Linked DNA regions of Zea mays: region 1 is linked to region 2. A link is a contact called in public Hi-C data. All regions are on one chromosome and are shown on one strand. The core of a region is the stretch at or near the end of the contact, and the rest is flanking DNA. Distances in the headings are between cores, read along the strand shown. Region 1 holds the start of LOC103627396 (protein FAR1-RELATED SEQUENCE 6). Region 2 holds the start of LOC103627395 (BAG-associated GRAM protein 1).

The links. A called contact is a pair of places that touch in the nucleus more often than the background predicts.
Region 1: a contact with region 2 is called in a Hi-C map of ear, with 3 times the contacts expected there. The contact joins the promoter of LOC103627396 here to the promoter of LOC103627395 in region 2. A contact is called at or near these places in 8 of 25 Hi-C or Micro-C datasets (ear, endosperm, leaf and 3 more).

What each region holds. Positions count from the first base shown.
Region 1 is chr5:186,479,603-186,485,336 of Zm-B73-REFERENCE-NAM-5.0, reverse strand. It overlaps LOC103627396 (protein FAR1-RELATED SEQUENCE 6), which reads right to left and starts at 2,863. Exons shown (of 8, transcript XM_008647684.3): 1 at 2,500-2,863; 2 at 2,135-2,388; 3 at 1-2,051. The coding sequence starts at 2,323.
Region 2 is chr5:186,303,918-186,309,078 of Zm-B73-REFERENCE-NAM-5.0, reverse strand. LOC103627395 (BAG-associated GRAM protein 1) reads left to right here and starts at 1,950. Exons shown (of 17, transcript XM_008647683.3): 1 at 1,950-2,437; 2 at 2,582-2,679; 3 at 2,780-2,855; 4 at 3,803-3,931; 5 at 4,048-4,094; 6 at 4,170-4,290; 7 at 4,397-4,513; 8 at 4,845-4,874; 9 at 4,964-5,063. The coding sequence starts at 2,144.

The DNA of each region.
Region 1 (5,734 bases), core at 1,614-4,113, 180 kb before region 2:
TGGGCTGACTGAGAATTCTTTACGCCCTCTGAAAACTGAGGACTAAAAAGGCCTTGACCATTTTCTGGTGCATCAGCCTCAAAGGAAAGAAGCATTGGCTGCCTGTCTCTAGCAGGTAGTCCATCATCCAGAAGAGATCTTTCCATTTCTCTCAGTAACTTCAGAGCAACAAGGTACCTACTCTCAGATACAAACCCTAGATTGAGCAGCTGACTACATTGTGTGAACAAATAATCAGAGCGTTCAACAATGTCACTAAGAGGCATTTCATTAGGTTTCTTTGCATTATAATATAATTTCTTATAGTCCCTTCTCCAGCGATCGAGAACATAATCTTTTGGGATCTCAAATATCTCCTGCAACTTCAACACAGACAATGCATGTCTACACAGGATGCCAGTGAACTGAACGAAACCACATTCACACTCAATTTCAACTTTGGGTTCTTCTTTACAAAAGTAAACTTCATAGGTCCTGCTCTCTGTGTCCTTTCCATCTTCCATGTATGAGCATTCTTTCACTTCAAAAGTAACAAGTCGGCCATCAACTTTAATTGGCATACCATCGCAATACATTGTTGCTTTCAACTCATCTTGAAATTTTCTGAACATGTTTATTGTATAGGCTTTAGCCAGCTGCTCTTCCATGTAAAATTTTGTTACAGTCAATGGAGACCTATGGGAAGATTCTTCATCTGCTTGCCACTCCTTTTTGTATTTGTTCTCTAATATCATCTCATATTTACTAAAAAATTGCTTCAAAGAAGTTTTTGGGTACACAAACCCATCATAGTACGAGGAAATAGACTCCCCTCGCTGTGAAATAGACATCCCTGCCCAGAATTTATCTCTCAGATATGCAGGTGCCCAGAGTTGGCGGTGCTCATAAAGGGAACTGAGGCACTCATTTCCTCCAAGTCCATGCTCTTCGATAATCTTCTTCCACTCCATTTCAAACTCTGGTATCTTCAAAGATCCATATGTTACTTTCTTCAGTGCTTTATTTATTGTTTTAAACTCTGCATGTTCTTTCAAGTTCTCTGCTACATCTTTCATAATACGATACAGGCAAAGGCGATGTCTAACTTCAGGGAGAACTTCTTGAACAGCATCCATAATAGCATTGTAATGTTCAGTGATGATTGCCTTTGGGCAGAGACCCTTCATACATGATAAAAATGCTCTAAGTAACCAAGCATAACTATCAACACTTAGATCTGACAGTAAAGCAGTACCAAACAGAACAGGCTGACCATGATTATTCATCCCAGTGAAGAAAACAAGTGGCAAATCATATTTCTCTGTCAAGTATGAGGTGTCAAAGTAAACAACATCATGACCAAAGTAATCATTCGCTGCCCGTGACCTAGCATCACTCCAGAATAAGTTCCTCAAACGTCCCTGATTATCCAAATCTACTAAGTAGAAGAAGTAAGGATTCTTGTTCTGCATATTCCCAAAAAACTTCTGGATATATTCATCGTCTCCTTCCCCAAATTTAAGCCTTCCTATCTCCGTGAAGTTCCCTTGCTCTTTTTCAGCTGGAATGTTCCTGCGACCCTTCAATCGTGAGGCAGATACCCCATTCTTGGCATCTGTTAGTTTTTTATAACAATTAATAAGTGATGTAGTGGACTGGTTGTATGGATGGTTGTGCTCGAGCTTAGCATCATCAATATGAAGCCATCTATCTTGCCTTAACTTCAAAGATATCCTTGCTGGACAATTTATCTTGGTCGACTCTCTTGATAGATAGCACGCATTTGCTCTCCCTCTCCCAGCTCGACTACATCCAATCACCAACCTTCGGCACACCCCTGACTTTAAATACGACGACTTCAGAATGATTGCTGAAAACCCAGAATCCTCAGCATATTGTTTATAGTACTTGAGAGCGTCATCATAAGTTTTGAATCTCAGCCCAACACGAGGTGTGTTCTCATCCACCTTACCCTCTGCATCATCTTCCTGCCCGCTGTCATTATCATCCACAAGTATCACCTCCTTGCCCTCATGCAGCGGCACCTCCTTGGCTGAAATCGCTCCCAAATCCTAGTGAAGAAAGCAAGCATTACAAGTTTCCATGGCAGCCAGTACCAAAAATAAACATTTAAACTAACATACACCTCTCTAACCTGGGGCATTTCAACTCTTTTCAGCACTGCACCATTGCCATGTAACTCTGTGCCATTATCATGTACCTCTGCGCCATTGCCATGTACATGTAGCTCTGCGTCATTCCCATCTACAAGAATAGACACATCGGCGAGTGTTGCCTCCCTCGCCAACTCTTCTAACATGGGGGCGGGCACACCATGGGACATGGGGGGCCAGTTTAGCTGAACCCTAAAAATGGAAAACTGCGACCACACCTGATTGACCTTGAGCCCTGAAGAAGAGGACCAGCAGATTCAGACCATAAACTGAACTGGATTCAATAAGCAGGCAAACTATGCAGCAATCAAATTAGCAAACAAAAGGCTCTCAGAATAAGACCAACCGTAGGGAATCCCTCGAAGCAAGTCTTCTGGCGGCGCTGGCGACCTCCGGCTCGGCTGCGGGCGCCGCCTGCGGGCTCAGTACTGGCAGCGAGGCAGGACTGCGGGCCACGGTCAGAGTCGCGGTGGTGCGCGGCGAGGACGGTGCAGAGGGCGGCTGCGGCAGAGTCGCGGTGGTCGGAGGACGGCGGCGTGGACGGTGCGGAGGACGGCGGCGTGGGATGCGGGAAGCGAGAGGGATAAGTAAATGAGGAAGAAAAGGGAGAAATTGCTGACAGCTGCCCCCAAATGTCAGTGTTTCATCGCTCCTCGAACCAAAATTGCGATGATATGGCCTTCGCATGCCTTTACGCCCTTGCATTGCGTAATTTTTTTTTGTTTTCTACGTTTTACTGTAATATTATGATAACTTATATATAAAATATATGTTATACTATTACGAGAAAAGGTTTTATAATCCATGTGTGGTTTTGGTTATACATAAATTTTATTATTTTAATTTAGTTGTTTTACCATTGCATTGCAACCATCAGTATCATATAGACTTCGATATATGCCACGATTTGCATGATCTCATTATTGGAGAGCACGTCCCACACCTGCCGGAAAAAGTTTTCTCGTACATCGTCAGTCATCAGGCACGCACCACCATACACGCTTACTTAAACAAAAAGTCAAGTGTATGTGTTTGCAAAGAGAATTAAAGGCAGACCGGCACAAAAGCTACCCTGACGGTGGCGATGACGACGAACTGGTAATTGCGGTTGGTCCTCCTCGGTGTCACCTCCGGCGCCGAGATGACGCCACAGTCCTTGATATAATAGTCGTCGAACGCGCAGCGACATAACGAGTACAGATAACTTTTGGTTGAGCTGCCAGACGAAATGCACCCCGGGCTCATCAGCGAGGTGGTACATCTAGTCGTTGCACCACCGGATGCGCTACTCCTCTACATACATCATGTTCGAGGACACTCGCACAACGTCAGCAATGGTCGTCGTCCCAGCGCACAATAATTCATGGCCGGTCAGTAGCGACTTATGTGGCAGGTTGGGCTTCAAGTGAACGATAAGCTGGACTGCGTGATGGTGCCGTCGTCGTATGCGGTGCCCAGAATAACCCTAGAGTCGTCGACGTTGGCGACGACCATGAGGTCGCCCTGCTTGACGATGGATAGTGTGGTGCAGCCGCTTTGGACCGCGTCCAAGCGACGAGTGCGCCGGAGCTTGTCGTACACAGCGGCGCATGCGACCACGTAGGACTGCTTCCAGAGGTCGAACTGGAAGTAACCAAGCTTCTTCTCGTCGTCGATGAGCGACACAAACGCGAGCGCCTCCTGCTAGTGGTGTTTGTCCGGGGTTTCCAAGTAAGAAACATGGATTTATTTTTGGCGTTGGTTTATGAAAATAACTCACAAGTCAGATCCATGGAAAATATATTACGGAGAATAAATGCCACACATGCAAAAAAAGGAATTTAAGTTAAAAACATTATTCAAACAAAAGAAATTGCATACAAGGCTATTCTTTAAATACTACTCTCTCCATCCAAAAATATAATTCAAGAATTTCGATGATACTTATCTACTACAACGCATTGTGCAAAGGTAGCAGATGGTCTTGGGGAGAGATGTAATAGATGTTTTTCATGTCATAGATGTAGACATAAACACACATGTGGTGTAGCGGTAGCTACTGCTCGCATTTGCCTAAGGGGTCATAGGTTCGAATCCCCTTGGGACCATATGTGTTTTTAAATTTTAGCTAGACCTGGGTTGTACGGGGGAATGGGGGGTCATGGGTCTGAATCCCCTTGGGGCCATGTGACCAAGCCTCCGGCTCTGGCCTCAGCTCTCTACGTAGTCAAAGATGCAAATACAGGAACCTGGCATCCCCTTCCTGTCACAAGTCAATAGCGAGTACAAGTGCCATACCAAAGTCCTTATCGGCTACATGGGCTCGGCCATGCCTCGGTTTTCACCTCCATAGCGATATTGGCACTTGGCTCAATCAACCTTAGGGACTTGGGATCCATTCCCTCTCCCGTAAAACTTATACTCCCTACTGCAAGCACTTAGGTGCAAGAAATATAAGTCTAATCCCCTCTCTGCTAGAAGTAGGGCCTTCTCATGCACAAACCAGGATAAAGACATGTGTCTCCTTGCATCACCCAACTGGGCTAGGGCACACAACATTCATTCACTAGTCGCTAGGATCCTGAAAGGGAAATGGGCTTAATCATTTCTCATAATCAATTTTGGTGTTTGACGTCCATCACAAACCACGTGGACTAACTAGTTTGCCTAGATGTCTTTTATCTCAGGTGCATAAGGTCCAACATAAACCAAGAAAGAAATTAAGTTGAGGACTCAAATAAATTTGGAGCAAAGACTGAGAGTGTGCTGCCAGTGGCGCACCAGACAGTGTCCGGTGCCCTAGGTCGAGCACCAAGCAAACTTCTGACTCTTGGGTTTTTCCAAGGGACGCTTCGCTATAAATCACCGGACTGTCCGGTGAGCCAACTGGAGCAACGGTCACTGCGCGCAACGGTCGACTGCAAAAGTGAACAGTGAAGTGAACAGTACACGGTCAAAAGTCAGAGCAGCAAGTCAGAACACACCGAACATGTCCGATGTAGCTACAAGACAAAGGGTTCTAATGATCAACTGCTCTAAACCCCAACAGCGTGTTGACGTGGCACGCACCAGACAGTAAACAGTGCCCTGTCTGGTGCACCACCGGACTGTCCGGTGTGCCATCGCCAGCAACAGCTAGAATAGTGGTTGGGGCTATAAATACCCCCAACCACCTCCATTCAAGCTATCCAAGTTTTCTGAAGTTCACATTCAGTAGAAGAGCAATAGCATTCACTCCAAGACACATTCCAAAGATCAAATACTCTCCAAGCCTCCAAATCAACTCAATTCCTTAGTGACTTGAGAGAGGGTGTTTTGTGTTCTTTTGTTGCTCTTATCGCTTCGATTGCTTTCTCCTTCTCTATTCTTATTCTTACAAGTTCTTTGTAAAGCTAGCAAGAGACACCTAAGTGTGTGATGATCCTTGTGGGGTCTTAGTGACCCAAGTGATTAAGGAGAAGCCTCGACCGGTCTGTGTGACTGATTGAGAGAGGGAAAGGGTTGGAATAGACCCAGCCTTTGTGGCCTCCTCAATAGGGACTAGGTTCTTTGGAACCGAACCTCGGTAAAATAAATCATCGTGTTCTCTTGTTGTGACTTGA
Region 2 (5,161 bases), core at 701-3,200:
ACCATTTTTTTGATAGTGCGTTAAGTTTGGGTATAATTTGTTTAGTGAATTTAGTGAAGGTTATGGGTGTATGGTGATTTGGTTGGTGTGTGTTTTGCAAAGTTTAAACTGGTGGATTATATAATGGTATAGATATAGATGTAAATTGCACGGAGCATGTAGTTCGATCCCTTAGAGCATCTCCAAAAGAATGCTAAAACCAACCCTAAAACATGTTTTAGGGTAAAAAAAACTCTTTCCAACAGTTTCCCTTTCCTTCCTCCAAATTATCAGTGTCCCGTATCCAAGCTCCACTCCCCCTCAAATATTGACGAGCGAAAATCTTCCCCAATCCATACATCTCTCACTGCATGCAATGCCGCCACCGCGCTCGCTCTTCTCACATCAGGCTGCTATGGCTGCAAACGAGCGGGGCCAGCCATGACTATAGCACCTGTGCAACAATTTCCCCCTTCATGGGTCCTACTCCTACCACCCGACGGAGAGAAGAAGTAAGGGTAGAGATGGCCAAACGGGCCGCCCGGTTCGCCCCGGGCCTGGTGAAGCCCGACCCATTTTGGAAACCGGACCGAGCCATTTAAACCCGCGGGCTCGTTTTCCTGTCCGAGCGCGGCCCACAGCGGGCCTAAACGGGTCGGGCCAGCTCGGTAAGTACAGAAAAAGCGGGTCGAAAAACGGGTTTAGCGGGCCGGTAAGCACAATTTTGTGCAAAAAAACGGGCTTAGAGGTAAACGGGCCGTGCCGGGCCAACCCACCGTGCTTAGTTTCATGTCCGGGCCCCGCCCGCTTATTCGTGTCAGACCCGGTCTGCTTTGTGAGATACTTGAGACTTATGTTCTTGAGTGTTGGATACTTATGTTTGTGTCCGAACATGTTGGTAATGCTGTGAACTTGTTTGATTTATGGTGTTTATGAGATATGTGATATATATGTTATATCTGTGATGATTATGTGATATCTGTGATGTATATGTGATATCTTTTGTTTGTTTGGATGGAATAGCAAAAACAAATTAAAAAGGTGTATACTAGTCACTTTGCCGAGTGTAACACTCGGCAAAAAGGTGTTTTGCCAAGTGTCATGGACATAGCACTCGATAGAAAAGGCAACACCTGGGCACCGGTAAAGCTTCTTTGCCAAGTGTTGTGGCTGGCCCTGACAATCGGTAAAATAGGCAAGCTTTGCCGAGTGCCTCCAAGAACACTCAGTAAAGAAACTGACAAAGGGCCCCGCTGGTAGACCCTTTGCCGAGTGTAGGCTGGTAGACACTCGGCAAAGAGGTAATTTCTTTGCCGAGTGTCAACTAGAACACTCTGCAAAGACGTCATCTCCGTTACCAGGCGCCGTGACAGCGACTTTTATTTGCCGAGTGCCTGATGAAAAGTACTCGGCAAAGAAGTCGTTACCGATGTACTGTTCCCCCGGGATCTCTTTGTCGAGTGTTTTTCAGCCTTCAGGCACTCGGCAAAGCGCTCGATTCCGGTAGTGATAGAACCGGGCCGTGCCGGGCTCAGATCGAGCCCAAACAGCGGGCTTCGTGTTGTGCTCACGGGCCTCGTGTTTATTGGTCATCTATACATATGTGCCATTCTATGATGACGTGGCCTCTTTTAAAAGTTTAAGGGGCCGGTTATTAGTATTCTAACATGAGTTTTGTTTTTTAGGATATTTTTTCAGCAACCCCCTAATATGGTGTTTTGGTGAACAATTTCTTAGGAAGCTCTTGGAGTTCCTCTTACGAGCAATTTACTAGTTCGATCTTTGATCCCTTAAAAATGGCGTTAGGGGTGCACGCGTGGAGCACCGTCGTCCTCGGCCATTGCCTCTAGGTCCAGCCGCAGTGCCGCACGCACCTACCTGCTAATCATTGCATCTTTCGGCTGCACGCCGCCAGCCGCTACCGCTAGTAGTTCTCACCGACGACCCCGCGCGCGCTCCGCTCACTTTTAAATGCTCCAGCGCACTGGCCGTGGCAGGCCTTCCGCCAGTCGCCTTCCCTTCCCATTCCCTCTGCAGCTCCGCATCCCACCTCCCATAATCGTACACGCACCTTCGAATTTTGATCGAGCAGACGAACGATTGGAAATCGTCGCCTCGCAGCACGTTTTCCGTTGCACTCTGCAGCCGGATCCATCCTCCCGGCATGGGCCCGTGCTTGCCGTGGGCGCTGGGCCTCCTCCTGCCGTCGCTCTGGGAGGCCAAGGTCGCCTTCTCCGCCACGGCGCTGCTCATCGCCGCGCTCATCCTCTTCCTCCTGACAACGGACCAGCACGCCAAGTCCACGGCCACCGGCGGCAACAGGCCAGCCTCGTCCGCGCGTTCATCTGCAACCGCAGCCTACCACCGAGTCGCGGGCCGCCGCCGGACCCGCGCGAGGGGCGAGGCGGCTTCTGATGATATCACTTGCGCTCAGGGCGGCGGCGGCTACGTCGTCAAGGTAACCACTGCCACATGCATGCATGTTTTCCCATCCCCATATGGCATTTGGCAACTCTGATGGATTGCACCTGCATGCCTCTCTTCTGTTTTTTTTACGCCTTGAGCCTTCTTCGTATGTGTGTGTGATCTGCGGTGCTTCCAGCTGGAGCTGCTCTCGGCCAAGTACCTGATCGGCGCCAACTTGGACGGCAGCTCCGATCCTTTCGCCGTCATCTCCTGCGCCGACCAGAAGCGCTTCAGGTGCTTTGTTACTTGCCTCCCTCCACAGCTGATTCTTCGGAATCGGAGCTCGTGAATGATTATGATCAGCGAAGTGAGGCTGCTCACACTGTCTATGCAGTTCCATGGTGCCCAGCCAGAGAAACCCTCTGTGGGGGGAGGACTTCAATTTCCTGGTCGAACAACTCCCGGTAGAGGTAAGCAACAAAACCAGCAGCCTCCTCACTACTCAGTTCCTCACTGCATTTGAATTTTGAAGTGCGCAGACAGCTGAAAAAAAAGTGAAAGCCACTGTATCCATCTTTCCAGTTCCATTTATTACTACCAGCATTCCAAGCGACTAGGCAGCCAGCCCTCTTCAAAGCATGCCTGCTAGAACTTTCAGTTCGATTATGGACGTGTCAGTTCCCAGCAAAATGATGGATGCCTCAACACGAGTTAACCCAGCCACGCATTCATCCACACTGCTTAGCTTGTCTGTCAGAAGCGTGAGAGAACAGCAACAGTTTGTTTATTCTAGACAAATGCTCCGTTACAGATGGCCCAGTACCTGTGCACGCCAGCCTTGTTCTGATACAAAACTATTGCTTTGCCACTGCAGTACCGCTAGAACTACAGTTGTCAGCTTTTTAGAACCTTCGTTCAAGGAACAGCGAAACCGTTTCCTTTTGCTGCTTGAGTGACACTGAGAAATTTGATTAAAAAAATAGTACACAAAATAAAAACAAAAGCGCTTTGCCGCGTCATAATCATGTGACAATTTTTTTCCCACGGCAACATCCCACCCCCAGCCCCACTCAGGACTAGTGGTCCACATGACAGCATAGACCTATCGAACTGAATATTTGAGTTGTGGATACCAACCTGCAGAAAGTTGTATAAAGCACCATCGGTAAGCAGCATATTAAACTTGAGAGTACAGGGTGTGCTATGCTTTCTGCTGCATAGCTTCTCCGAAGCCTCTTCACCTCAGAGCGGCTGGGATACTAATTTAAGTTAGGGTTGGGTCAATGGTGCGCTAGCCCCAGAGTGGCACTGAATGAAAAGTTCAGAACATCGAAAGAAGACGGTTTTTCCCTGAATTTCTGATGCCAGAAACTTGATATGATAAAACGTGTGACATGCATTGTTGCTTTCTGCATAGGTAACCATAACAATATATGACTGGGACACTGTGTGCAAATGCAAAGTTATTGGATCTGTAACTATAGTTGTTCTCACTGAGAACGAATCGGGGGCTAGTTGGTACGAACTGGACAGCAAATTTGGTCAGGTAAAACATGCATTTTATGGGAGATTTGTGATTGAATATTTTATGCCACTTGCGTCCATCTTGACAATTCAATGGATTTCAGCATGTATTGACAATCCAAAAACATCTGGCTGCAGATCTGCCTGCGTCTTCGTTCAACTAAAGCATTTCCAGATTCTGATAGGTAACCTTGTTTTGGGAAAAACAACCCCAGCATTTCTGAATGTAAACATCATCCCAATTCAATCATGTTTTCCAGCTCCTTTGAAGAATGCAATGGAGCTGAGTCCCCGAGAAAGATGATACTGAATAAGCAACGTCAAGCGATGATTGAAGGCATTGGCCCTCTGCAAATCATATATAAACTTCCTCATGATGAAGTACTTTCCTCAACAAATTATAATGCCATATGTAGGCGTGCAGTATCGCATGCTGACCAGAACTTATAATTTATCGATACATCTAATTTATCTCTTATCCTTGCAGATTGTTCACCAAAGTTACTCCTGTGCTCTGGACAGGTGTTTCTTGCTCCATGGCCGTATGTACATCTCCCAATGGCATCTGTGCTTCCACTCTAACGTATTCTCCAAACAATTGAATGTAAGCAAATATTCTGAAAATGGTTCCTGGAACTTAATGTAGCCGTTTGATATACAGTAATTGAAGATGAAATGTGCATTAGACTTCTCTCCAGCCCTCTTCGAATCCCAAAATGATGAGGGCACACCATAATATCATTTCATATTCCTCAGAAAATCTGTAAAAGTTAAGTTGTTCTTCTAGCAGGTAACTGGCACAAATAAGGTCACTGCCACAATCAATGGTTAGCAGTATCGAATTAAAATAGTGACAAAAACTTTCAGGCCAATTTTTCATATTCTATCCCTATATGATACCATTGAGTTCCGTATCTAAGCCCTGCACTTTTTAGGTGATTATTCCATTGCAAGACATAGACGAGGTATGCAATCCATATGGCCATTTTATGGCATACAAATAGTGTCTGTTTCTTTTGTTGAGAGCTAACATACAAATGAATTTATCCTGCAGATAAAAAGAAGCCAGCATTCTCTTATCAACCCAGCAATTACTATTTTTCTTAATGCTGGTGCAGGTGGACATGGAACACCTCGTGCATGCAGTCAAAATGGTAAATCAATTTTGGTTGGCCCTTTTAATAAGTTAGATGCAAGCACATACCTAATTATAAAAGTAGCCTTATGGGTTTTGTCTGCAAGATTTCTGAAA